5 separate regions of the Mus musculus genome follow, and all the other regions are linked to region 1. Evidence: chromatin contacts called from public HiCAR-type, HiChIP or PLAC-seq and promoter capture Hi-C data. All regions are on one chromosome and are shown on one strand. Each heading gives the region's core, a stretch centred on a gene start, on an enhancer-like site or on the middle of the called end of the contact. The rest is flanking DNA. Distances are from core to core; before and after follow the strand shown. Region 1 holds the start of Gtf2f1 (general transcription factor IIF, polypeptide 1). Region 2 holds the start of Zfp119a (zinc finger protein 119a). Region 3 holds the start of Zfp119b (zinc finger protein 119b). Region 4 holds the start of Fsd1 (fibronectin type 3 and SPRY domain-containing protein). Region 5 holds the start of Stap2 (signal transducing adaptor family member 2).

Region 1 (5,510 bases), core at 1,941-4,440:
AGGACCCACAGACAAAGTTGGGCATGGCATCTGAGACCCCATGAGAGAGGTGCAGACAGGAGGGGCTCTGGAACTCACAGGTCAGCAAGCCCCAGGTTCAGTTAGATACCCTGACTCAAAACACAACGTAGAAAGGCTATGGGACGGTACTTGCTGTCAAGCCCGAGGCTTGAGGTCAAGCCCTGGGACCCACACTGCAAAAGGTGAGAAGTGACTCCTGAAGTCTTCTCTGATCTCCAAACTCTGTATCCCCCACATACCAGTGGCCCAACAGATGTCATCGAAATATGGTGTAGAGTGACTATGGAAGACACCTGATGTCAACTCTGGCCTTGACAGGCACAGCGTGCCCACATGCATACAAACATCACACACACAGAATACTCTGGTCACAGGGAATGTGGGACTTACTACAATAACAGTAAAGCAGACTGGTTCATGAGATCATGGAGTACAGAGACTAAAGATGTATAGTGACCACCTGAGGAAGGCCCAGGAGCAACCTCAACAATATGAAGATAGTGACATTTTAACATGGCACCCAAAAGAGTGGATAGTTTAAAACTTTGGCCTTTAACATTTTTTTTTTATTCTTAGTATTATCTAGAAAGTCCTGTTATGTAGCCCAGGCTGGCTTCAAACTTATGATCCTCCTGCCTCTACCTCCCTGGTGCTGGGATAGTAGTATCTCTGGCTATACCCATCTTGTGGAATCATTTTATCCTTTTGAGACAGGGTCTCACTACAGTGAAATTCACCATGCAGACCAGGCTGGCCTTGAAGTCTGAGATCCACTGACTCTGCTGCTTTCGAACTGGCAGTAAAGGTATGTGCCACTACGGCCAGCTGGCTTTTTCTTAAAAACAAAAACCCCAAACTTTTAAAGTGTATTTCTTTTTGTGGAGGTTGTACATGACATTGCCTGTATGAGATCCAAGGACACACTTGGAGCCACCTCTTTGCTCACTGAGTTATCTTGCTACCCACTACTTTACTTTTTTAAGACATGGTCTGTGGCTGGCAAGTGGTGGCGCACACCTTTAATCCCAACACTTGGGAGGCAGAGGCAGGTGGATTTCTGAGTTGGAGGCCAGCCTGATCTACAAAGTGAGTTTCAGGACAGCCAGGGCTACACAGAGAAACCCCGTCTTGAAAAACCATTAAAAAAAAAAAAAAAGACACCGTCTATATGTATCGTGGGCTTTACTGTGCAGGCAAGGATCATCTTCAGTTTGAGGTCCTACCCCCTTCCCGTGCTGGGATGACAGGCGTGTGCCACCATGGCTAGTATACATGGCGCTGGGGATCCAGCTTGGCCTCATATATGCTAGATTCGTGCTCTACTGACTGAACCACATCCTCTGACATGCTTTGCTTTGCTTTGCACTTCTTTTCTTTGGAGCTAGGATTTATGTAGCACAAGCTGGTCTAAAACACTCAGTCTTTCTGCCTCAGCCACCAAATGGCTGGAATCACAAATCTGCTGGAGCCACAGGTGTGGGCACCATCGTTTCAGTAAAGTTATTACTATACATAGTCACCAGCCCAGGGTTAGGTCCCTGCCCCAGCCACCCAGAATCACCCACTTACCTGGTTCCAGGTAGCAAAGTTGACTTTATCGGCTGCATTAAAAGCCATTATGTTGTATCTTTTGGCTGTGTTCCTGGAATGGGCAAGAAACTATTCAATCTATTGATTATTCATTCAACAAATCTATGCTTTACACCCTTGGTTGTAGGTAATTCTGGGAACTCATAAAAGACTCCAGAGCAATGGTTCTAAAGCTCTGACCCTCTAATACATCTCCTCATGCTGCGGTGACCCAATCATAAAATTATTTTTGTTTAGTTCACAACTGTAAGCTATAAATGGTCATGTAAATATCTGTGTTTTCCGATGGTCTTAGGCAACCTGCAAGTTGAGAACCACGCTCTAGTTTTTCAGGGGTTTTGTTTTGTTTTGTTTTAAAGAATCAAGATCCATCTCATCCAACCCAACCCCATCAGATAAAGATCCACAGACACTAGGCTCTCTTACAGCATCACATACAGAAAGAGTGAGAGCGAGAGCAAGAGCGAGAGTGAGAGAGGAGAGACAAGAGAGAACATTCATACACATAGATAATAAATTAAATCTTCAAGAAACAAAGGGACCACCAGGCAGAGTTGGCACATGCCTTTAATCCCAGCACTTGGGAGGCAGAGGCAGGTGGATTTCTGAGTTCGAGGCCAGCCTGGTCTACAAGGTGAGTTCCAGGACAGCCAGGGCTACACAGAGAAACCCTGTCTCGAAAAACCAAAAGAGAAAAAAAGAAAAAAGGAACCAAAAGTGCGGAGGACCCCTATGTAGAAAGAAGGGCAGGCAGGCAAGGGTCTTAATGGATCTGAGTGGGTTCAAAGCCAGCCTGATCAAACCATCTGAACTACACAGTAAGACTCTTGTCTTCAAAATAAACAAAACTTAAGAGGGGGCTGGGTGTGGCTCGGTGGTGGAGTACTTGCCTAGCATGTACCCACCTAAAATAAAGTTAGAAGTTGAGGGACATGGCACTTGGCACAAAAAAACAGGATGTATACCACCTGTGACCAGTTTGGGGTTTTCTTTTATTTTGGGACAGGACCCGACTATGTAGCCCTGGCTGTCCTGGAACTCACTATACAGACCTGGCTGGCTGCGAACTCACAGAAATTCTCTTACATCTGCTTCCCAAGTGCTGAGATTAAAGGCAGTCACCATGTCTGACCTGACCCGTCTGACTCAGGGCAAAGTCACCGACCCCTGACATTAACTACCAAGGGGTAACTGTTACTGTGTCTTGGACGGGGTGGCAGGGGAACACAGGGCCGAGGTTCTGGAGTGTGGGTGGACGGGGACTTACTTGGGGACTCGGACGACGTACTCGGTGACATTCTGGCTGCTGGAGCCCTGCAAGAGAGCAGGGGTCTGTAAGGCGAGGAGAGGGCGCGGGGTCTGTTCTGCGACACCTCTGTCCCCACCTCATTCATACTCACTAGAGCCGCCATGGCCGTTGCTCAAGCTGCTCCCGGTCGGCCTGACGGGATGAACTTCGTTGTGTCCCTCGGCTCCAGGAAAGGGAAGGCACCTTTCCTGGTTGTCACGTTAGTGTGATGCTGTGCTTTGGATTTCCAAATCCTTAAGTCTCGGAGAATGCTGGAAGACGAGAAAAAGAGACCTAACTCTCTGCGCATGCGTTAGAGCCTGACCCGGAAGTTGAGCTGCCACACCGAGAAGAGCGCAGCCGCTGTAACTACTCTAGATCACCAGCTTCGGAGAGAAAGCCACCTTTTGGCGGCGTTCTCTGTTTATATACCACGGAAAAGTCACGTGTAGACACGCCCGTCGTGACGTCACGACGCAGGCACCGCGGAGCATCCTGGGTAGGGTGGAAATGGAGTCTCCTGGTAGACGCGAACTCGATCCTCTTGCGCAAGCGTAAATGTGTCCAAGAAGCGGGAACGGAGGCCGAGTTGCCATGGCAACCGAGGCCCACTCTGTGGGGTGGCTTCTTCGGCTCTTCTGGGGCGGGTCTGAGGTTCAGTTTTCTGTGTCCTGGGATATGGGGATCCCGAGGATCTTGCAAAATGAGTCCCTTGTGACGTAGAGCGGAGCCGGGGACTCGGTGCAGGGTGGAGACAGGGCCCCAGCGTACCCCGGCATTGCGGGCGGGATGGGTCTGTGCGAGTCCACGCTGCCCCAGCTGGGCAGAGCTTTGAGGCCCCAGGAGAAGGGTAACGACGTGGGGTGGTTGGTTTACATGGGCCAACGAAAGGGGGAGATGGGCAAGTATCCCCACTACCTGGGGGTGTACACCAACCCCTGCACGGAAGGAACGCATCTGCGCATGCTCCCACCTCACTGTTGGTTGATGCCTTTGGCATATAACTTGAGTAGAGGAGCCAGTGTCGGAAATGGAAAGTACTATTCTCTGGGGACAAATCAGAGAAAGGGAGCCTACGGGATGCAAAGGAGTTGGTTAAGCAGAGGGGCAAGGGAGGCACAGGCATTGAACTTGAGAGGAATGAGATAGGCTGATTCCATGACTGTCTTTGCATAAACAACTGACTCCACAGATGTGTCTAGTAGGGGAGGCATTCATTTCTCCGCCTTCAGGGAGTGCGCCTTAAGTTACAGAGGCTGGCTAGGAAGACCAAAGTGAACTGAAAGGGACAAAGAACGAGGGCTGACTGCGGAGGAGAGGAAAGGGCAGAGAGGTCTTATCCCAACTCAGAGGTTGTGTGACTAGAGGCACAAGCAGGCAGCATAGAAAGGACCGCATGGTGGGCGGAGCAGGGTGCTACTGGGTGAGTTTGAGGGCCCTCTTCTTTATCTGTAAAATGGGGTGATGGAGTCACTAAGGCACTTCATGGAGGTCTGTGCAAATGGCTCAGGAAAATCCCCACAGGGGGATGCTTCAACGTGAGTCCAGGATTTCTTATAGACTTGCACTAGTACCATCTTTCTTCCCTGAACACCATAGATATCCTGAGGTATCCCCTGATCATCTTCGTGGTGGGGGGGCCCGGCTGCGGGAAAGGGACCCAGTGCAGAAACATGGCTCTGAAATACGGCTTCTACCATGTGGAGCTGGGCCAGCTGCTGCGGGAGGAGGCTCAGAGAAGCACCCAGAGGGGACGGCAGATCCGGGACATCATGCAGAAGGGACTCCTGGTACCCACGGTGAGAGTTCACAGGAGTTCATGGGGTCACTCATGGCTGGACGGAGTCCCCAGGAAGCCAGGGTCTGCTGGCCCAGTGACTGCCTTGCAGCCCTAACCTGTTCTTATCTGACAGTGTTGTGGTGATGTAAGAGTTAAGGACACTGGCTGCTCCTGTCCAGAAGCTGGGTTTGCTTCCCAGCACCCAAATGACAGCTCACAACTATCTGTTAACTCTATTTCCAGGGTTTCCTGTACTCTCTTCTGGTCTTGCACACACTCACACATACATGTAAACAAACACTCACAAATCAAAAAAAAAAAAAAAAAAAAAAAGGTCACTGGCCTAGAATGCGCAAAGTCCTGGGTCCCATACCCAGCAGAAACTGGGTGCATGCTGGGCAAGGCACCCTTGACTACATAGACAGGCCAGTCTGTGCTACGGGCCAGAGATGGCACACTGGGTGAAGACATTTTGCGGCCAAGCCTCACAGCCTGAATTCAACCCCTGAACTGACTCCTGTGAATGAATGGCACATGTGCCATCCTTCTCCAACTAGATAAATGATAAAAGAGATCTAATAACCTTTTTTTAGATCGAATAAGAGTCTAGCCCAGCCAGGCAGTGGTGACACACATCTTTTATCCCAGCACTTGGGAAAGCAGAGGCAGAAGGATTTCTGTGAGTTTGAGGCCAGCCTGGTCTACAGAGTGAGTTCAAGGACAGCCAGCGACACACAGAAACCCTGTCTTAAACTAGCCCTCCCCCACAAACAAAAGATTCTAGCCTGGGATATGTCAGGGACTATATCAGGCATGGGGGAGGGAGTGACA
Region 2 (5,510 bases), core at 2,077-4,576, 1.1 Mb before region 1:
GACAAAGGCAGACACTACCTCAGAGTAAAAGGTTGGAAAACAATTTTCCAAGCAAATGGACTCAAGAAACAAGCCTGAGTCTCCATTCAAATATGGAATACAATCAACTTTCAACCTAAAGTTATCAAAAAGGATAAGGAAGGACACGTTATACACATCAAAGGAAAATCTACCAAGATGAATTCTCAATTCTGAACATGCTCCAAATGCAAGGGCACCCACATTCATAAAGGAAACATTACTAAAACTCAAAGCACACATTGCACCCCACACAGTAATAGTGGGAGACTTCAACACCCCACTCTCAGCAATGGACAGATCATGGAAACAGAAACTAAACAGAGACACAGTGAAACTAAAAGAATTTATGAACCAAATGGATCTAACAGATATTTATAGAGCATTTCATCCTCAAGCAAAAGAATATACCTTATTCTCAGCACCTCGTGGTACCTTCTCCAAAATTGGCCTCAGATATAAGAAGATTGAAATAATCCCATGCACCCTATCAGATCACCACAGACTAAGACTGGTCTTAAATACCAACAAAAACAACGGAAAGCACACATACACATGGAAGCTGAACAATGCTCTACTCAATGATAACTTGGTCAAGGAAGAAATAAAGAAAGAAATGAAAGACTTTTTAGAATTTAATGAAAATGAAGAACATCATACCAAAATTTATGGGACACAATGAGAGCAGTGGTAAGAGGAAAACTCATAGCTCTAAGAGCCTTCAAAAAGAAACTGAAGAGAGCTTACACTGGCAGCTTGACAGGACACCTGAAATCTCTAGAACAAAAAGAAGCAAATACACCTAAGAGGAGTAGATGGCAGAAAATAATCAAACTCAGGGCTGTAATTAAACAAATAGAAACAAAAAGAACTATACAAAGAATCAACAAAACTAAGAGCTGATTCTTTGAGGAAAATCAACAAGATAGATAAACCCTTAGCCAGACTAACCAGAGGGCACAGAGATAGTATCCAAATTAATAAAATCAAAAATGAAAAGAGAGACATAACAACAAAATATATCTTAAAATAATTATTCTGCTTGTTAAATATTAACAGTTGAAAATATTAAAATCATATTCTACCAAAAAAAAAAAGTGAACCACAGGATAAAGTCTAAACTAGGCTGTTTTTGAAGCTTCCTTTGTCAATGCATTTAATATAAATCTCTTTACCTTAGCCTCAGGCAGACTCTTGAGACAAGGGCAAAAAAGAAGTCATATTCTTCACCAAAATATCACAAGAGCAAATTCTAGATAACATAGGAAAGTTCTTTCCCTTTGAAAGCTCTTGAGACAGGCAGGCCACCAGAATTCAATTCACCCTCAGCACTGATGTCGTCCATATTTCTGCTAGGATGGCCCATTAAGCTCCACTTAAAGTACTCCGCAGGTTTACAAACCCAAAGATCCAAAATTTGAATTCATCCAAACAAAAGTATGGTTAGGCCTATCACAGCAATACCCTAGTCCCTGGTACCAACTTCTCTCTTAATCAGGGTCTTGTTGCTGTGAAGAGACACCATAACCAAAGCAATTTGTATAAAATGAAACATTTAACTGGGGCTGACTTACAGTTTCAGAGATCCAGTCCATTATCATCATGGCAGAAAGCATGGCAGCCTGCAGGCAGACAGGGCGCTAGAGGAGCTGAGAGTTCTAAACCTTGATCCAATTGCAACCAGGAGACTTTCTTCCACAGGCAGCTAAGAAAAGGCTCTCTACACTGGGTGAAGCTTGAGCTGTAGCAGACCGTAAAGCCTACCCTCTTAGTCACACTCTTCCTCTAACAAGGCCACACCTCTTCCGATGAGGCTCTAACCTCCTAATAGTGCCACTTCCCACGGGCCAAGCATATTCAAACCATCACAGGCTCCTAGTCTAGCAATAATTCAAAATGTAATTATTCTCATTTCAAAGATCTCCATATTATATCACAGTCCCAACACTGTTTAAATGTCTAAAGTTTCGTCGAATACTAAGGGCAATCTCTTGACTTTGACATCATATAAACTCAAAATATACAAATTCTATAAATCAAAATAAACAAAAAGTATAACTTCTCAACATGCATGGGCTCAGAATACACTTTTCCTTTACAAAGAAGGAAAGATTGGACCAAGGCAACCCTGTGGGGCATAAATCAAATCATATAGGCAATGAGAATAAGAGCATTTTTGTGACATCTGAACAGAAAGAGAGAGCAAGATTAGAAGGAGAATACAGAGTGGAACAACTTAGAAACCATAGATAACATAAAAAAAAAAAAAAACAACTATGAGAGCAATGTACAGAATGCAGAGGGAAGAGAAAAAAAAAAGAGCTGCAGAGAGCAGAAGGAGCAGGCAGACTTCTCCTTACTATGGGACAGAACAGGTCTTTTCTAACTAACAAGGAAGGTTTGGTCTTAGTAAATAAAGAGAACAAAGCTTTACTCCTCTACACTAACTCCTCTAGAGGGGTTACAGGCTTCCTTAAAATAACCTTCCCTAACTTGTCTAAGAAGAAATTAAACAATTGGAGGCCTGCAAACTCAGGTTTAAGTGTGTATCTTTTCTCTGATTGCTCGCTATTATCCCTTGTTTCCCTCCCCACCCAGTTCTCTCAGAGAACCGGGAAAACCTGCCTGCACAGTACTTCCTGGGAAAGAATAGAGATCAACAGAACATGAGAGAAAATTTAGAAAGAAAAGAAAAAAAAACACACAACTAAAATAGAGTAAATGTTGATGAAAGAGGCCAGGAAACCCAGTGAGCCTGGCCTTACTAACACACGTTACTGGACGGTCAAGGCATCTACAAGTCTGTGTCGATGGCAAACACTTTGCATCTGCACAGAATTAACTGCGGACGGATCATACATCAGAACCTCAGGTGCCAAGTGCAGAACTTGTAGAAGACACCGGAGAAACTAGGGTTCTCCATGTCAGCACATCTGCCTTCCCTGGACACAGGAAAAGCAGCTGAGGCGCTCACTGCATGGTGACGTCAGCAACAAGGATGTTTTCACTCCAGGACCCGCGCCCCACACTCTGCGCAGGCGCAGCCCGGGATCGAAGTCAGACGTCCGGCTTCCGCTCCGGAGGTGCAGGGACCTCAGGTGAACAAACGCAATCACGCCGGGCGGCGAGTCTGACCGCCGGTTCCCGCACCCCGGGAGGAACCCCACACAGTCTCCCAAGGCTCCTCCCCGCGTGGGGACGGCGGCCCCGCTCACCATGGCGTGGAGACCGAGCTCGCCCCGCTCTCCTCACAGCTCCCGGCAGCGGGTGGCAGACCAGGACACGGAACCACAAGAGCCTCCCTCAGACCCGAGCCCGAACCTTTAGTATTAGGGAACGGAAGTGCTCTCCCCATTCTGGCTAGCGGATCCATGCGGCCGTGATTGGCTAGTAAGGAATGAGTGACAGCTCCCCTAGTCACCGAGGGCTGTGAAGTATCACAGCACAGTGGTTCCCAGTCCTGGTGTCCGCTCAGGCACAGAACTGTCTCAGACGCGGAGAGACAGGCATTGCCATAGAACTTGCGCCTGTTAGCGTACAGGCAGGTCCACAAGCCTACTCTCGGGGACCTAGCAGAGACTTCTGTCATCAGATGCCATCACCTGCCGATGCCATCAGGCGCGCCCGGTCTGTTTCAGGATGAATGTATCCACCCACCAGCCACCGGAGCTCTCTCCCTACTCGGCAGGCCGTCTCTCTGTTCCCGGTGTGCGCTCCTTTCTCTCTCTGCCTGTCATATGCCCACTTCTCTGCCTCTGTCCCTTCGCCAGGACCTCAGTCCCCCAACCCCCACCCCCCAATAAAGCTTTTTTACACCAGATGCATGGCGTAATTTCTCAGGACACACTTCAGCTCGATCTGCCAAAGCTACTTCACCTCACTCCATTATGTTTCCTAACAGCAGGACTGCACAGTCGTCCCTGCTCTGCTGCACTCAGGAGGCTCCTTAATCTAGGCACAAGGTCTCTAGCATACACAGATCACTAAACAACCTCAAGTGGAGTGATCCACCTGCCTCACAGCCAAAAGAGCATCCAGACTATCCAGGTCAAATTTAAACCTCCTGGTTGATATTCACCAGGCATCATCCATTTTTAAAAAGACTCATCTAAATTGCTCACACTTCTTTCAGCTAAACACTGGTAGCCAAAACACTAACACATTCCCAGCCTTTAGTGGTTGCACTGGCTCATTATGCCAGCACTTGGGAAGTGGAGTCAGGACATCAAAAGTTTAAGCCTAGTAATTCCAGGACAGCCAGGGAGGATACACAAAGAAATCCTGTCTCCAAAAAAAAAAAGTTTAAACCAGCTTGGTCTATGAACCCAAACACCAACTATTCTGGCCCCCAAAGGGGAGGTGACCAGGGTGTGATCAAGTGACCATAGGTGTGTGGGTTCATTTCTGGGTCTTCAATTCTGTTCCATTGATCTACCTGCCGGTCTCTATACCAATACCATGCAGTTTTTATCACTATTGCTCTGTAATACAGCTTGAGGTCAGGGATAGTGAATTCCCCCAGAATTTCTTTTATCATTGAGAATAGTTTTCATTATCCTGTTTCGTTTTGTTTTACTTTTTTTGTTATTCCAGATGAATTTGCAAATTGCTCTTTCTAACTGTGTGAAGAATTGAGTTGGAATTTTGATGGGGATTACATTGACTCGGTAGATTGTATGGGGCAAGGTGGCCATTTTTACTATATTAATCCTGCCAATCCATGAGCATGGGAGATCATTCCATCTTCTGAGATCTTCCATTTCTTTCTTCAGGGACTCGAAGTTCTTGTCATACAGATCTTTCATTTGCTTGGTTAGAGTCACACTAAGGTATGTAATAGTACCGTGACTATTGTGAAGGGTGTCATTTCCCTAATTTCTTTCTCAGCCTGTTTATCATTTGAGTACAGGAAGGCTACTGATTTGTTTGAGTTCCTTTTATATCCAGCCACCTTGCTGGAGTTGTTTATCAGCTGTAGGAGTTCTCTGGTAGAATTTTTGGGGTCACTTAAGTGTAATATCATTATCATCTGCAAATAGTGATATTTTGACTTCTTCCTTTCCAACTTGTATCCCTTTCATCTCCTTTTGTTGTCTAATTCTCTGGCTAGGACTCCGAGTACTTTATTGAATAGGTAAGGAGAGAGCGGGCAGCCTTGTCTAGTCCCTGATTTTAGTGGGATTGCTTCAAGTTTCTCTCCATTTAGTTTGATGTTGGCTATTGGTTTGCTGTGTATTGCTTTTATTATGTTTAGGTATGGGCCTTGAATTCCTGATCTTTCCAAGACTTTTATCATGAAGGGGTGTTGGATTTTGTCAAATGCTTTCTCAGTTTGTTTATGTAGTAGATTACATTGATGGATTTCCGTATTATTGAACCATCCCTGCATCCCTGGGATGAAACCTACTTGACCGTGGTGAATGATCGTTGTCTTAGTCAGGTTTTCTATTCCTGGACAAAATATCATGACCAAGAAGCAAGTTGGGGAGGAG
Region 3 (5,510 bases), core at 878-3,377, 1.1 Mb before region 1:
CGAACAGTGAGGAACCAGCTCCTCTCAGTAGGTTATAGGCTTCCTTAATATAACCTTCCCTAGCCTCTCCAGGAAGAGATTAAACAATTGGAGGCCCCCAAACTGCAGCTTAAGTCCTTATCTTTTTTCTGAGTACATGGTATTATTCCTCGTTTCCCTCCCTGCACCATTCCCTCATGGAACCTGGAAAACCTTGGATGAGGTCAGGAGGAAGCAATGAAGGCACTCTCTCGCGTGCTTAAAGTGTGACTGTTGTAGATGATGCCGTGTGGGAGCTGCATTTCTAGCTGTGCAGACGTGCAACACAAGGTTATCAAGGCTTTCAATGTGATTCAACTATTTAACTAGTTGAAATGTGGAAGTCTTACATTCCAGCCAACAAGGAGATCTGTCTGATCACAGCTCAGATCATACTCAATTGGAATAACATGAGGCAAAGCAATACTTTGAGTCTGAGGACTGAGAAGGTAAAATAGGTAGATGACAAAGCGTGCCTTCCACAATACAATCTATATGGTAAGACAAGGATGGAATCAACTGTCTCTGCTTGAGGCCATGGACATCTATCTTCTATTCCATAACTGTGGGGAGGTCTACCTGCCTAGACCATGACATAGGTACCATCTCCTTCTATGTTTATGCCAACCTCGTAAAAGGGTATTTCTAAGGAAAAGGCTGTAGCACTTTACATTTAACCTTTGAGAAGATGGAAGATGGCCTCACCTTAGCAGGAAATGACCTAACCTTGAGTAGAAAGCAACTGTGTAGTATGCTGCCATCTTGGCTAGTATGCTAAAATATCACAATGCAGAATTTGAGCTATAAATTCAACAAATGCCCAATAAAAAGTGTCACCATTTTTGATACCAAAGGAAACTGATGAAAATAAGTAACCAAGAATGAAAAAAATAATCAACACACAAAACTGGACATATACTAAACACAGCGATAACCTGACATCAAAACCTCAAACAGCTGCAATAAAGAAAGAAAATATAAACAGCAAGAAAAAAAAATAAGCAGACAGATAGACAAAAGATAGAAAATATTTCTTCCAAATAGGGAAGAGACAACTCCTTTGGCTGGGATACAGGTTTTCTTAATATAACCTTCCTTACCTTGTCTAAGTAGAGATTAAACAATTGGAGGCCTGCAAACTCAGGGGTTTTTTGTTATGTTTTTTCTGTTTGTTGTTGTTCTTTTGTTTGGTTTGGTTTTGGCTTTTTCAAGACAGGGATTCTCTGTGTAGCCCTGGCTGTCCTGGACCTCACTCTGTAGACCAGGCTGGCCTCGAACTCAGAAATCCACCTGCCTCTGCCTCCCAAGTGCTGGGATTAAAGGCGTGCGCCACCACTGCCTGACCAAACTCAGATCTAAGTATGTATCTTTTCTCTGTATTATCCCTTGTTTCCCTCCCCACCCAGTTCTCTCAGGGAACCGGAAAAACCTGCCTGCACAGTACTTCCTGGGAAAGAATAGAGATCAACAGAACATGAGAACAAACTTAGACAGAAAAAAAAAAAAATACACAAGTAAAATAGAGTAAATGTTGATGAAAGAGACCAGGAAACCCAGTGAGCCTGGCCTTACTAACACACGTTACTGGACGGTCAAGGCATCTACAAGTCTGTGTCGATGGCAAACACTTTGCATCTGCACAGAGCTAACTGCGGACGGATCCTACTCCTGAACATCAAGTGCCAAGTGCAGAACTTGTAGAAGACACCGGAGAAACTAGGGTTCTCCATGTCAGCATATCTGCCTTCCCTGGACACAGGAAAAGCAGCTGAGGCGCTCACTGCATGGTGACGTCAGCAACAAGGATGTTTTCACTCCAGGACCCGCGCCCCACACTCTGCGCAGGCGCAGCCCGGGATCGAAGTCAGACGTCGCGCTTCCGCTCCGGAGGTGCAGGGACCTCAGGTGAACAAACGCAATCACGCCGGGCGGCGAGTCTGACCGCCGGTTCCCGCACCCCGGGAGGAACCCAACACAGTCTCCCGCGGCTCCTCCCCGCGTGGGGACGGCGGCCCCGCTCACCATGGCGTGGAGACCGAGCTCGCCCCGCTCTCCTCACAGCTCCCGGCAGCGGGTGGCAGACCAGGACACAGAACCACAAGAGCCTCCCTCAGACCCGAGCCCGAACCTTTAGTATTAGGGAACGGAAGTGCTCTCCCCATTCTGGCTAGCGGATCCATGCGGCCGTGATTGGCTAGTGAGGAATGAGTGACAGCTCCCCTAGACACCGAGGGCTGTGAAGTGTCACAGCACAGTGGTTCCCAGTCCTGGTCTCCGCTCAGGCACAGAACTGTCCCAGACGCGGAGAGACAGGGACATATCGCCACAGAACTTGCGCCTGTTAGCGTACAGGCAGGTCCACAAACCTACTCTCGGGGACCTAGCAGAGACTTCTGTCATCAGATGCCATCATTTGCTGATGCCACCAGGCGCGCCCGGTCTGTTTCAGGATGAATGTATCCACCTAAGCCACCGGAGCTCTCTCCCTACTCAGCAGGCCGTCTCTCTGTTCCCCGTGTGCGCTTCTTTCTCTCTCTGTCTGTCATGTCCACTTCTCTGCCTCTGTCCCTTCCCCAGGACCTCAGTCCCCCAACCCCCACCCCCAATAAAGTTTTTTTACACCAGATGCATGGCGTAATTTCTCAGGACACACTTCGGCTCGATCTGCCAAAGCTACTTCACCTTACTATATAATGTTTCCTAACAGCAGGACTGCAGTCGTCCCTGCTCTGCTGCACCCAGGAGGCTATTTAATCTAGGCACAAGGTCTCTAGCATACACAGATCACTAAACAACCTCAAGTGGAGTGATCCACCTGCCTCACAGCCAAAAGGGCACCCAGACTATCCAGGTCAAATTTAAACCTCCTGGTTGATATTCACCGGGCATCAACCATTTTTTAAAAAGACTCATCTAAATTGCTCACACTTCTCTCAGTTAAACACTGGTAGCCAAAACACACATTCCCAGCCTTTAGTGGTTGCACTGGCTCATCATGCCAGCACTTGGGAAATGGAGTCAGGACATCAAAAGTTTAAGCCTAGTATAAAGAGTAGTTCCAGGACAGCCAGGGAGGGATACACAAAGCAATCCTGTCTCACAAAAAAAAAAAAAGTTTAAACCAGCTTGGTCTATGAACCCAAACACCAACTATTCTGGCCCCCAAAGGGGAGGTGACCAGGGTGAGAACCTGGGAGGAGAAGACAAAAATAGAAAGTTTGGGGTCACTATGTCTTGCATAACATGATGGCTCATGTTAAGCAAGTTTTTTCAGATGATATACAGCTCTGATACACTATAGGTGGAGAATGAGACAGTCAGCAGAAAGATAATTTAGCAATGTTGGCTAGAAGGACACAGGATAGATACCTCATAGTGAGCACACACTGGCCATGAGACTGATACCCATGAGACTGATAACTGAAGACCGTGGTTCCTTTGACTCCTTCAAGATGCTTGCCCAAGCACCAGACCAGACCTTCCCAAGTCTGCTCTTGGAGAGGTCACAAAAGCAATGATCCCTTGGTGCTTTCATCGGGGCATCTGAGAAAGCCTTGGATAGGCCTAGCTCCCCAAAGACCCACCTCCAACCTAAACAAAAACACATATGAAAATAGGAACCCAAGAATCAATTCATGGACAGCTAGTGCTGAGAAAGAAAGAGTAGGAGAGATTGGAGATGACAGCTACATGATAGGGAATAATAAACTACTAATGGCACCAAAAGTTGATTTTTTTTAAAACCATAATTGAAACACCTTTAGCTAAACTACCTTTTGAAAAAAGGCCGACACAAATTGCTAATTTCTCACATGCATTTAGAGTCAAGAGTGGTGGTCTGTTCTTGGAATCCCACCACATGGAATGGTGAGTCCGAAGCATCACAAGTTTAAGGCCTGGTATGACTACAGGCTGTGTTTACAAAATACTTGGTTAACTTAGCCAGACCCTTCCTCAAAATAACTTTTCTATTATGCTCAGTGGATTCTGGCCACACATGGGAGGGGCTCTAGAATGAGTGCCCGGGTTTTTTTGTTGTTGGTTTGTTTGTTTGTTTGTTTGTTTGTTTGTTTTTAATGAAAGTAGAGCTACTACAACCAACATACTGAAATAGGTGGATCAGAAGGGAATACTGTGAGAGGAACCAGGTAGTTTGCTCAGTAAGGAAGGACACTTGCAATCAAGTGTGATATCCTGAGGTCAATACACAGGAGAGAAGCCACTCCTCCAACTTGTCCTCTGACCTTTACATATGTGCTATGGTATGTTTGCTCACACATGTCTCAATGGCACAGATTCAGATTTTTGTTTTGTTTTGTTTTGTTTTGTTTGTTTTGTTTTCGAGACAGGGTTTCTCTGTATAGCCCTGGCTGTCCTGGAACTCACTTTGTAGACCAGGCTGGCCTTGAACTCAGAAATCCACCTGCCTCTGTCTCCCAAGTGCTGGGATTAAAGGCATGTGCCACCACTGCCCAGCAAATTCAGAATTTTTAAACAGAAATCAATACAAACAAAAAAAATTTAAAAATCACCAAGACAGAGAAAATCCGGCAGAATAGCTAGCTGTGTGTTAGTACAACCACTGCTCAAAATAGACCTTCACCACACTGCCAGCGTCACACTAGGAAGCAGAGCATTCACAGTTCCCACCAACTTCCTACAACTGAAGAGTATTTCACGGAAATTCCTATCTCCTGGGCAGTTCCTGCTGGATTAAACAACTAATGCTATTCTGAGTTGACAAAGAAAAAAATTTAAGAAAGAAAGACAAAAAGCAAAGAAATCTATACTAAAATGAGTGAAGTAAACCGTGAAGACGGGACCTGTCCAATCACAGCCTTAGGAGGATGCACCAAGGTCTCTCTCTGGGGCGGGGACTTTGCCTTTGGCCTGCTCAGGCAGTGCTTACACAGCATCCAGACTGAAGACGGGATCTATTCTGTGGCCATCGGCTCTTTACAATAGTTCATTTGTGACAGGAACCATTTCTTGTGGGAACGCTGAGGCTCTGGGACCCCAAGAGAGGGCTTTTCATCACGCATCTAGGCAGTGACTCCCCCTACTGAAGTCCTGTGACATTACATATGCTACTGTGATCTTCACAGGGGTCCTGGGTACATGACATCTACCCACGGCCAACCTCCTGCTGAAGTGCTGTGTAGATGTGCAACAGGGGTCTGAGAGCTTGGCTGCATGCCTTCCATCTGATAGACCCCACTCAGCCTCAGGACAGGCCACTCCTTCCTTCCAGCCTTATAAGGACCTTCTCACCTGGAAGAAAAAGTGACGCCTCACTTCCTACTGCTCCTATGCCTGTGTTCCCTGTACCTGAAGCCCTGACTACAGGAAGTTGGAGATGACTCCGTGATAGTGAATCCCCATTCCAAAGACCTGCAATCTTAGAATGTACCTGAACTCAGGGGTTACCTTTAGGGCTAGAGGAAATGTATGGTCTGGCAAGGCCAACCCTAACCCCAAAACTTTTGTAGTAC
Region 4 (5,510 bases), core at 1,860-4,359, 1.0 Mb before region 1:
TTTGTTTCAGTCAACAACGATGAAAAAGGAATGGAGATCTGAAGATTGCTTTGACATCAGCCATGGAGATGCAGAGTTTGGAGTTTGCCCAGCTGGTTTCCTGCCTTGCTTTGGAGATTACAGTTAATTAGTTGGATGAATCTCAGAAGAGCCCTTGAACTTTGGACTTTTAACATTGTTGAGACTGCTATAGACTATGAGGACTTTGAAAGTTGGACTGAATGCATTTGCATTATGCTATGTTTAAGTATGGCCCCCATAGACTCATGTTTTTGAACAATTCTATGAGGGCCAGGGAGTGGAATGTGATGGTTTGTATATTCTTGGACCAAGGAGTGGCACCATTTGGAGGTGTGGCCTTGTTGGAATAGGTGTGACCTGGTTGGAGTAGGTGTGTTACTGTGGGTGTGGGCTTAAGACTCTCACCCCAGTTGCCTGGAAGTCAGTCTTCCACTAGCAGCCTTTGGATGAAGATGTAGAACTCTCAGCTCTGCCTGCACCATGCCTGCCTGGATACTGCCATGCTCCCACCTTGGTGATGATGGACTGAACCTCTGAACCTGTAAGGCAGCCCCAATTAAATGTTGTTTTTATAAGACTTGCATTGGTCATGGTGTCTGTTCACAGCAGTAAAACCCTAACTAAGACAATGGTGGAACATGCATTTATTCCAACTCTTTGGAAGCAAAAGCAAGCAGATCTCTGAGTTCCAGGCCAGCCTGGGCTACATAGTAGGAACCTGACCCCCCCCCCAAAAGCAGTATCCTGTCTCAAAGGAACAAAAAAGTGTGAGGGCCAAAGAGGCGGAGTCCCAGGTCCCCAAAGGCTGGTGTTTAAGTTGTGGTTTGAATTCTTCTGAAGACTCCATAAGGGCATCCAACCTCCATGAGGGCCTAAGTGTCCAGAAGAGGAGACTGAAGTTCAGGGTGGTTCTGATGAGGAATCAGGCAGCTGAAGTGGGCTAGATAACTGGAGGGGATACATAAAGTGGGGACCCCCAGATATTCACCCCAGAGCTGCAGAAGGATGAATACCCAGCCAGGAGAACCCATCCCTGAACCATCAGGCCCCAGGCTCACCATGCCACCATGCTGCACCTGTGTCACCTCAGCCACCCCACACACTCTCTTCCTGTCACAGTATCCACCCCACCTCCGTTGAAGTGACACTGAGGGTGGGGAAAGACAGAGGGCAGGCAGACATCCTGTGTTCCAGGCTGTGAGGAGAAAGGGGCTGAGTACCTTCCACCCCATGCCTCAGTTTCTCTCAAAGTATTCTACATCCAAAAGGGAGTATGCATTTATCTGTGAGTGTAGAGACTGGGGTGGTGGAAATGGAAACCTCTTTGAAGATTCTACAGAAATATACAAAGGATGCAGAGGAAAAGCAAGGGCAGAGTGTGAGACAGAGGGGTGGTGAGAGATGAGAGCCCAGGGCTCAGTGGGGTGGGCACTCTTCCAGAGCACACAAGGCCTGGGTTCCAACTCTAGCACCCCCTAACACAAACATGGTGGGGCACACCTGTTATCCCAACACAGTAAAGGCAGGAGGATCAAGACTTCCAGGGTAAGGCTGGAGAGATGGCTCAGCACTAAAGAGCACTGTTTGCTCTTCCAGAGGACCTGGTTCAACTCCCAGCACCCACATGGCAGCTCACAACTATCCATAACTCCAGTTCTAAGGAATCTAATACCTTCACACAGGGTAGCCTTGGCTACACGTGGAGTATAAGGCCAGCCTGGGCAACATAAGTTAGGAATCCCCTGTCTAAGTTCCGGGGTCTCAAGTCTTTCCCTTGTTGCAGTCTGCAGTTCTGGGCATGGGGCTAGGCCATGTCAGCAGAATTCTGTGGTAACTTTGGGGTCACACAGGTAATAACCATCAGTGTCACCGCTGTTGCCATTGTGCCGGGTGTGGTGCGCACACCTTTAATCCCAGCACTCGGGAAGCAGAGGCAGGGAGTCTCTTGAGTTGCAGGCCAGTCTGGGCTTTAGAGAGAGAGACCTCCTCTGGTAGGAAAATCAAGTCACCCTGTTCTCAGTCAAACCATAAGGGCAGCTGTAACTCCTGGTGGGCAGTGAGTGCACAGACATCCCCAGCCAATTATGCCATCTTCATTCCCGCTGGAAGGTTAGGACCTCTCTGTGAATGAAGTGGTCTTAACCTGTCCAGGCCAAGTCTGCCTCTTACAGGTTCTCATGGCCACCTGCAAGGTCTGGGCAGAAGCGGAGGCTTTGAGTGGTGAGTGGTTCTCACAGTCAACTTCCAGCCTCAGCCCCACTCTGGGGTCAGTGGCCAATACTGTAATAGTTGACCAAGAGAGTTGTCTCATACCCAATCACAACCATGACCTATTTTCTTAGGAGTGGGGGGAGGGCAGTGTTTAAAGACCCTGGGGTTGATGAAGCCCCAGGCTGGTGGTCCTCAACCTTCCTAATGCTTGAACCCTTTAATATAGTCCCTCATGTTGTGGTGACCCCCCACCCATAAAATTTTTCATTGCTACTTCATACCCATAATTTTGCTACTGTTATGAATCATAACGTAAATATTTTTGTTTTCCAAGGGTCTTAGGCGATCCCTGTGAAGAAGTCATTTGACCCCAATGTGGTTGAGAAACTCTGCCTCAGCCTTTGCCGGGCTAATAGCAGATGAACTCTTTAGATAAATATGTCTAGCCCTGAAGAGCAAGGGCTGGTAGAAAGGTTTCTAGGGGAAGATACAATCTGAGGCTTTGGGGGATGTATAGGACCTTGTCTCACTGTGCGACCATAATGGCTCTATTCTGGTTGGTTGTACAAGCAGTAAGTGGCAAGCATGTGGGCCACCGAAGGACAGCTCTCAGGGTAGGAAAGGGTGGGCACCCTGGGTGCCAATTTGAATAGCAAACCGGATCAATCTGAGGTGAGTAAGGGATAGTCCTGAGTTCACAAGACAGGATAAGAGGCCAAACTCAGATATCCTGCCTTCCGCCTGAGGGCTTCCTCATCCCTCCCAGTATTACACTGGGATAACCCAAGCTCCGGAGGAAGACAACTACATTTCCCAAGCAGCGCCGGTCGCTCGCGCATGCGTAGTACATGTAGTGATGGAGCGCTGAGCAGGGGGCGCGGCGGCGGAGGCGGCGAGGGCACGGAAGGCTAGTTGGCTGCTGTCTGCGTCCAAGGAACTTTAAGGGTTTGGAGAACCAGCTGAAGGGGACCCGCGGCCAGGCCAAGGCAACAGGGGGCTGCAACTATGGAAGACCAGAGGGTAGGACCTGGAGAAATGCAGGGATTGGGAACAGGGAGGGGACCAGGTGATGCCGCAGCGCCCCTCCCCCCGCACGGGCCGCCCGCACAGCGGCTCCTGTTAACACGCAGACCCCCTACCTCTCCTCCCCGCTCCTGCCCTCCCTCAGCATCTCGTCATCCTAGCCTGGGATCCTAATCCACCCCACAGGTCACCAACCCAAGCTACGCAGGGCCCAGCCCCACCACCCTGGGTGGGAACCGGCTTCTGGTGTCCTCCACCTGCTTTCCCAGAGGATCCTCCTCTCCTTGCCCAGTCCTTCACAAGCAAGACCTTCCAGCTGCCCAAGTGAAACCCGTCCACTTCCCAGGCGGACCCCTGCCTATCACGCCTCTCCCAGGAGAAGTTTGTTTCTCCATATACTCAGTTGGACTCTGGGACTCGCCTTGCCCAGACTACTCTCTCGGTGCAGCTCACCTTCAGCTTTAAAGATGCACCTACTGGCCTGGGTTGCTGGTGGTACACTCCTGTGTCCTATCCTCTAGAGGTAGAGGCAAGAGGTAGATGTTAGTTCAAGACTAGCCTAGGCTACACAGTGAGACTCTGTCTCCAAAACTGAACAAGGAGCTGTGGAGGTGTCTCAGTGGGTAAAGTGTTTGCTATGCAAATGTGAGAACCTGAGTTCAAGTTCCCAACGCCCACGTAGGAAGCTAGTTTAGTGTGTAGCTGCATACACTACAGCCCCAGCCCTAGGGACACGGACACAGGAGGATCCCTGGGGCTCGATGGCAGCTGGCCTAGACCAGGCTCACTGAGAAACCATACTCAAGTAATAGGTGGACATTGAGAGAGGAAGACAGCCAACATTGACCCCTGGCCTCCACATGCATGTGCATGCATACATATGTGCACACACACACACACACACACACACACACACACCCAAAGTCAAAACCAAATAAGCTCAGTGCTCAAAGTCTGTCCCTGAGAGGCTCTGTGGGCTCCAGTTTTCTTCTCTACTATGGGAATCTCACAGCCTCACATCAGACCTGTATTCCTGGAGGACAGCGCTCCCCCAACCTGCTGCCCCATGTTCCTTCTGTCCCCCAGGAGGCGCTAAGAAAAATCATCACTACCCTGGCCATGAAGAATGAGGAGACGCAGACCTTCATCTACTCCCTGAAGCAGATGTTGCTGAATGTAGAGGTGAACAGTCTGCTCCTGTCTGCAGATGTGGGTGCAGGGGAGAGGCCAGGAGGCACCCCTCTGTCTGCTGGGGACTCTCCACACCTTGGTTTCCCCGTCTGCATAGCCCTTGCCTTTTCTTTTGTGAGATGGGGTTTCTCTCTGCAGCCCTTGCTGGCTCAAGACTTGCTCTATAGAGCAGGCTAGCTTGGAACTCAAAGAGATTCACCTGCCTCTGCCTCCCCAGGGCTGGGGCTAAAACATGCATTACTGCTCTAGCCTCATGGTAGCCTCTCTCCATTGCAGGCAAACTCAGCCAAAGTCCAGGAGGATCTGGAAGCCGAGTTCCAGTCCCTCACGTCGGTTCTGGAGGAGCTGAAAGAGTCCATGCTGATGAAGATCAAACAGGACAGGGCCAGCCGCACCTACGAGCTGCAGGTGCAACCACATACACATACCCTGTCTCCAGAGCCTTTGGTGCCCTCCTAACCCTTGCCAGCCAGGGCCCAGCCCTTCCCCCAAAACACCTGCATCACCACCACCTCCCTGTATTTCCCAGTCCTTCCCATTGGTCCCCCCAGAACCAGGGTAACACTTCCCCTCAAATACCTTCCATGGCTTTCATGAACTCTCCGAATCCCAGCTGTGGTCTCTCAGATTGTACTCAAACCTCATTCCCATCTGTGGTATGAGGACAGCCTGGGGGACTTGGATGTGACCCAGGCTCAGAACTTAAGACTCCAGTAAGCTCCTCCTACCTGAAGCCCTGTTGGGCTGCGGGTCCCAGAGGGTGTCAGAGCTCTGGGTGGGTTTGTGGTGGTTGAGGGACTTGTCTGTGTCGTTGTACTGCCCGCAGAACCAGCTAGCTGCCTGCACACGAGCCCTGGAGAGCTCCGAGGAGCTCCTGGAAACAGCCAACCAGACCCTGCAGGCTTCAGACAGCGAGGACTTCAGTCAGGTGGGTGTCAGTGAGTGGGATCCCCAGGGCCCCTGGGTCACATGTGCCATGTCTGGTTTTGTTCATTTTTATCACATGTATTTGTTTGTCTCGGGGGAGGGATGTATGCAGTCCACAGCAATCCTGCCTTGCCTTC
Region 5 (5,510 bases), core at 1,859-4,358, 1.0 Mb before region 1:
GAGGAGGAGGCTCAGGAATTGGAGGACACCTTATTTCCTGGAGGATGTCTCTAGTCGTGTTTATTTATATTCAAAGAGTGGAAAGAGAGACCAAGTTAGAGAGATTGAAACAGCTAGGTAGATAGATCAAGAGACCTATAGTCAGGCAGTCAGGCAGCCAGGCAGGAAGGTGGACAGACAGGAAGGCAGACAGATAGACAGACAAAGGTGAAATTAGAGGACAGACAGATGGCCAAACCTTCCACAGCCAGTGGCGTATGCTCGCTCCACTAGGTGCTGTCCCACTGTCACACACACCCACCCCCTGCCAGGCCCATGGTCTGTGAGGTGACCTCGGTTCAGAGAGGCTCTTGCAGTTTCCCAGGACAGCGACACTGCTAGCTCCCCGCTCGCTCTTCATACCTGGTCACAGGGTCCCTTTTTCTCTAGGAAGCTCTCGTAGTAGTGTGAAGGTGGAGCACCTTTGAGCTTGGGACCCCGGGGTGGACTCAGGGCTGTGGCCATGGCCAGCCTGGGTCCCTGTCCTTTCAGTAGGAGCCTCAGTCTGGCCAGGAAGTGGATAAACAGGTTCCTGGGGAGTTTCCTCAACTCAGTCAGCTGTCACCTCCCTCTCTAGCAGTTCTGGGCGGGGGCTGGATCCTGCGGAAATCCCGGTAGTTCTGGGCTCCTGTCCCAAGCAAAGACAGAGACCTGTTAGGGAGCACGGCCAAAAAACCAACCCAGGGAAATCACAGTAGAAGCATAATTGCAAGATCTGGAATGCTTGGCAGGTGGAATGACCGCAGCAGTAAGTTTCTCTGTATCATTGATACACTTTTTTCTTTTTTTTTTTTTTTTTTTCGGGAGCGGAAAAACACGGGAACGACACGGGAACCCACTTTGCTGACACCTATGACAATAGTAGCCTACAGTCAGTCAGGGAGGGAGGGAGGGAGGGAGGGAGGGAGGGGCTTTCTCAGCACTCTTCTGTTTGAACACACTCAATATATAGATCAATTAATTTATTTTTTTGGTTACATTTACTGAGTGTATGGGTGTGGAGGTCAGAGGACAGTTTGTAGGTCCCAGGGATTAAATTCAGGTTATCAGGTTTGGTGCCAAGAGCCCTTTCCCACTAGGACACATCACCAACCCCTACACTGATATCATTCCCAGCCTGTGTATCCAGAGTGCCCTTATCACACTCACATCTAAGTACTTCCGTTATTTAATTTTAGTTTTCTTTCTTTTGCTTCATTGAGACATGGTCTCCTGTAGCCCTGCTGGCCTCCAGTTAAGTAGCTTAGAATGAACATCTGAACCTCCTGTCTCCTGAGTGTTGCTATGTCTGGTGTGCACCACCATGTCTAGGTTTTTGTTTTGGTAGTGGGTTTTTTAAAAAATATTTATTTATTTATGTGTGTGTGTGTGTGTGTGTGTGTACACTCACTGTCTCAGACACACCAGAAGAGGGCGTCGGATCCCATTACAGATGCTTGTGAGCCACCATGTGGTTGCTGGGAATTGAACTTGGGATCTTTGGAAGAGCAACCAGTGCTCTTAACCATTGAGCCATCTCTCCAGCCCTGTGGTGGTGGTTTTGATTTTTGTTTTTTGACTCTCGATACATAGCCCAAGTGATTTTTTAAAAAAGATTTTATCTATCTATTATATGTAAGTACACTGTAGTTGTCTTCAGATCTCATTACAGATGGTTGTGAGCCACCATGTGGTTGCTGGGATTTGAACTCGGGACCTCTGGAAGAACAGTCAGTGCTCTTAACCGCTGAGCCATCTCACCAGCCCCCCAAGCTGATTTTTAACTGCCTCAGCCTCTCAAGTGCTGAAATGACAGACAGGTGCGGGACAGCAGGCCTGACGTTCACTGCTTTTGGTACTTTGAAATTTTATAACAAACCGCAAACCAAGTCAGTTTATTTCTTTAGCTTTCTACTTTTTTTTTTTTTTTCCCCTTGTCGCTGTAGAAGCAACTCAAGCCCTTTGCACAACCTGAGTAAGTGCTCTATCGGTTACACACAGCCCTTCCCAGTGTGATTCTGCGCTGAGGTTCTGCCCTGACCACGCCCCCAGGCCCCCCACTAAGAACGGTCTTGAGAGGGCCTGGGCGCCTGGCTTGTGGTGGTAGTGTACCTGGCTCCTGGCTAGGACAAGGCTCTAAGGTCAATTCCAGTACAATTGATCAGTGTGTAATTGTAAATTTGGCCAGGCGTGGTAGTACATTTGGGTTTTCCCAGAACTTGGGAGGAAGAGACCGGAGCAGCCGTAGTTACATAGTAACTTGAGTCTAGTGCGGTCTGCCTGAGATGCTATTTTGGGGATGGGGGGGTGGGGGGTGGCGGAGGTTCAAGACAGGATTTCTCTGAATTGCCCTGGCTGTCCTGGAACTCACTCTGTAGACCAGGCTGGCGTTGAATTTAGAAATCCACCGGCTTCTGCCTCCCAAGTGCTAGGATCACAGGCCACCACTGCCCTGCGAGATGCTATTTTCAAAAGGCAAAGGCAGAACAGATTGTGAACTCATTTTCTTCAGTTCCCAGCTAGGGCACCTGGACTTTACACAGGTAAAAGGGTGGAGATGGGGACCCAGATAGTGGCTGTGAGTGGCACAACCTTCCTTTATCTTCAACCAATGTTATCTTTAGGTTTCTGTACATTGTCAAGCCACAGTAGTTGCTTCAAAGTGTCAAAGGCCACAGGGGAGCTAGGTGTGGGGATGCAAGCCTATGACGTAAGCAGGAGGGGGCTGAGCAGGAGGATCACTGCAAGTGGAAGGAAGGAAAAGAAAAATTAGCCGGGAGCCAAGGACTGTTGTAGCGCAAGGATAGGATGTGGCAGTAGTTACATCATAGAAAAGTCCCTTTTGGATCGAGGTGGAAGATAAACAGGATGAAAACGTCCAGTGAGCAGAACTTGGAGCCTCTCTCAAGGCTTTGCCTGTTTACAAGATGGTTAGACCTGCATATTGTGCCGGGACTTGGAAGCGGTAAACTATGGAGCCCAAAGTCTGGTGGCCTGGGCTAAGGGAAGAGTGGTTCTCGGACTGGTGAGATGGCTCAGTGGGTAAGAGCACCCGACTGTTCTTCCGAAGGTCAGGAGTTCAAATCCCAGCAACCACATGGTGGCTCACAACCATCCATAACGAGATCTGACTCCCTCTTCTGGAGTGTCTGAGGACAGCTACAGTGTACTTACATATAATAAATAAATAAACAAATCTTAAAAAAAAAAAAGAATGATTCTCATTACTCAGACCTTTCCAGAGCATCCTGCCTCTTTCCCCAGTTTGAGGCCACCCGGATTTTCAGACCTCCCTGGGTTGGGGTAATCTGTGATGAAGGACAAATCAGGATGAGAACAAAGGCCCAGGGCCTTGGGCGCCTAGTAACACCGCCCCTTCCCGCTCGCTGATTACACGTGAACGCCGATTGGCTGAGTGGGAACCATCCCTTGTCGCTGATTGGATGCTGGAGGCACCTGGTGATTGGCTGATGAGAACTGCCATTGGGCTGAGTTAACCCTAGAAAGGCTAAAGCTGGCCAGGCTCAGACCTTTCGATCCAGCTATAACGCGCAGCTGCTTTCCTAAAGCGGCTCTACATTTCTTACAAACCTGTTTCTTCCCTGCTCCCAACCATCAAGGGCTCTGCCTTTAGCTAGCGCACTAGCCTCACTAGCAGCTTCCTTCATCGCTGCTGTAGGCTGAGGGAATCATGAGCTCCAGGATGCAGCCCCACTAAGGGAGTATAGTCCCCCTGAGAGCAGGGGATGGGGGGCGGCGTCCTGAGTCTGTTTTTCCCTCTAGTTCACCATCTGCTTCAGTTTCCCTTGTGTCCCAAGGTCTTCCCTCATTTCTTTAACTGCGCGTGGGCAGGCCCAAGACCTAAGGTTTCCATCTCTTTCCTGAAAGCTGAGCCACTCCTGCTCAGGGATCAAAGTTGCAACCTAGTAGCTGGTGGCCTCGAGTATGGTATCTCTAGTCCCTGAATGAGAAGGTCCTGGGCCTGTTTCCTTCTCCAGGTCTCCCCCAACCTCCAGCTTTAGTTTCGCCAAATTGCACCGGATCGCTCCAACTCCAGTGCAAGCACAACCCAACCGCTCCGTATCCCCTCCGCCCCCGGCGGGCCAAACCTCCCCACCCATTTTCAGTAACCAATAGACTGCTGTGTCCCCGCGCGGGGAGGAGCCCGTTCACTCGGAGGAGGCTGTGCCGGGACACAGCGTCCATGGCAGGTAGGATGGTCCGCGCAGGCGGGGACGGGGCAGCGGGACGCGACCTCTGCAGCCAGTTGCTATTTCGCTGCAGCTCCCGAGTCTCTGTCTCCCGGGGCCACGGCCGAGGAGGCGCCGGAGGAGGATGAGGACGACGCGGAGGCCGAGGACCCCGAGCGCGGGACGGGTAGCGGAGGGCGCAGCGGCAGCCTCGGTGGCAGCGGAGGCGGCACGGCAGGGCCTGGGATGGCCCTAGGGGGCGCGCTCACGAGGCGCGCGGTCACGCTTCGGGTGCTGCTCAAAGACGAGCTGCTGGAGCCCGGTGAGGGGGTGCTATCCATCTACTACCTGGTGAGCGACCCCCGGAGACCGTTCATGTCCTCCACTGCTAGCGTATAAAGAGAAACTGAAGCCCAGAGGAACCGTGTTAATCACAATGCCACATAGCTATAACCACTGCCATCTGGGTGTGTCCGCGGGCAACCAATCTGTGTGATTGCGGCTTCCCCATCTGTAAAATGAGGCCTTCCTTCCCAGGCTCTCTATGAAGATGATGGCTTCAAAACTGTGTACTGTTATTTAAAATGATCGCCCAAAAAACTCTTTGTGATACCAAGAATGGAAGGGAGCTTTACCCCTGACTATGCCCCCAGCCCCCTCACTGCGGGATTCTAAGCAGGGGGTCAATTCCTGACCTTGCACCCAACCAACCCCTCACTTGGGAATTTTAGGCAGGAGTTCTACCTCTGAGAACAGTCTTATTAAGTATTCCAAGCAGGTTCTGAAGTTGTGTGCTTCCTGCCTCAGCTTCCCCAGTAGTTGGGCTGACAGGCCTGGGCCGTTATGCCTGCTCTGGCTGCCATTACTTAATTTTAAAGTTGTGCATCTGGGTGTGGAGTGCCAGGAGTACTGGTGTGAAAGATGGAGTTCCTGTGACAGTACCTCTTGGGAGCCTTAGAAGAACAAGGACGCCAAGCCTCAGGGAGAAAGGAGTTAGGAATCACTAGGACTGAAGTGTTTCAGCCCCCTCTGTCGCTGCAGGGCAGGAAGTTTACTGGGGACCTGCAGCTGGATGGCAGGATCGTGTGGCAGGAAACTGGACAAGTCTTCAACTCACCCAGCGCCTGGGCCACACACTGCAAGAAGCTCGTCAACCCAGCCAAGAAATCTGGCTGTGGCTGGGCCTCTGTCAAGTACAAGGGCCAGAAGCTGGACAAATACAAGGCCGCCTGGCTTCGCCGGCACCAGCTACATATGCCTGTAGCTACGGCCGATGAGGTAGGAAGTACGTGCCTTCCACCT

Evidence for each region. Promoter capture Hi-C pulls out the DNA fragments that hold promoters and counts their contacts. HiCAR-type assays count read pairs that join an accessible place to other places. HiChIP or PLAC-seq counts read pairs in DNA pulled down with a chosen protein or histone mark.
Region 2: a contact with region 1 is called in a promoter capture Hi-C map of liver, with 4 times the contacts expected there. The contact joins the promoter of Zfp119a here to the promoter of Gtf2f1 in region 1. A contact is called at or near these places in 4 of 39 promoter capture datasets (hippocampal neurons, liver and pre-B cells), 1 of 115 datasets of contacts at active chromatin or transcription factors (astrocytes) and 1 of 9 other capture datasets (adipose tissue).
Region 3: a HiCAR-type map of astrocytes shows a contact between it and region 1, with 4 times the contacts expected there. The contact joins the promoter of Zfp119b here to the promoter of Gtf2f1 in region 1. A contact is called at or near these places in 5 of 39 promoter capture datasets (embryonic stem cells, erythroid cells, hippocampal neurons and 2 more), 4 of 484 Hi-C or Micro-C datasets (B cells, double positive thymocytes, olfactory sensory neurons and 1 more), 2 of 115 datasets of contacts at active chromatin or transcription factors (astrocytes and microglia) and 1 of 9 other capture datasets (liver).
Region 4: a promoter capture Hi-C map of hippocampal neurons shows a contact between it and region 1, with 2.7 times the contacts expected there. The contact joins the promoter of Fsd1 here to the promoter of Gtf2f1 in region 1. A contact is called at or near these places in 3 of 39 promoter capture datasets (embryonic stem cells, hippocampal neurons and liver) and 1 of 9 other capture datasets (macrophages).
Region 5: a contact with region 1 is called in an HNF4G HiChIP or PLAC-seq map of pancreatic cancer cells. The contact joins the promoter of Stap2 here to the promoter of Gtf2f1 in region 1. A contact is called at or near these places in 2 of 39 promoter capture datasets (erythroid cells and liver), 2 of 115 datasets of contacts at active chromatin or transcription factors (embryonic stem cells and pancreatic cancer cells) and 1 of 9 other capture datasets (liver).

The regions. Positions count from the first base shown.
Region 1 is chr17:57,008,098-57,013,607 of GRCm38.p6, forward strand. It overlaps Gtf2f1 (general transcription factor IIF, polypeptide 1), which reads right to left and starts at 3,191. Exons shown (of 13, transcript NM_133801.2): 1 at 3,012-3,191; 2 at 2,879-2,925; 3 at 1,591-1,663. The coding sequence starts at 3,023. It also overlaps the pseudogene Gm17949.
Region 2 is chr17:55,875,627-55,881,136 of GRCm38.p6, forward strand. Zfp119a (zinc finger protein 119a) reads right to left here and starts at 3,327. Exons shown (of 4, transcript NM_144546.6): 1 at 3,234-3,327. The coding sequence starts at 3,236.
Region 3 is chr17:55,943,132-55,948,641 of GRCm38.p6, forward strand. Zfp119b (zinc finger protein 119b) reads right to left here and starts at 2,128. Exons shown (of 4, transcript NM_146249.4): 1 at 2,041-2,128. The coding sequence starts at 2,043.
Region 4 is chr17:55,983,402-55,988,911 of GRCm38.p6, forward strand. It overlaps Fsd1 (fibronectin type 3 and SPRY domain-containing protein), which reads left to right and starts at 3,110. Exons shown (of 13, transcript NM_183178.2): 1 at 3,110-3,252; 2 at 4,342-4,437; 3 at 4,723-4,854; 4 at 5,273-5,374. The coding sequence starts at 3,238.
Region 5 is chr17:56,005,028-56,010,537 of GRCm38.p6, forward strand. Stap2 (signal transducing adaptor family member 2) reads right to left here and starts at 3,109. Exons shown (of 14, transcript NM_145934.3): 1 at 2,390-3,109; 2 at 403-667. The coding sequence starts at 504. It overlaps Mpnd (MPN domain containing), which reads left to right and starts at 4,174. Exons shown (of 13, transcript NM_026530.5): 1 at 4,174-4,229; 2 at 4,303-4,559; 3 at 5,250-5,486. The coding sequence starts at 4,223.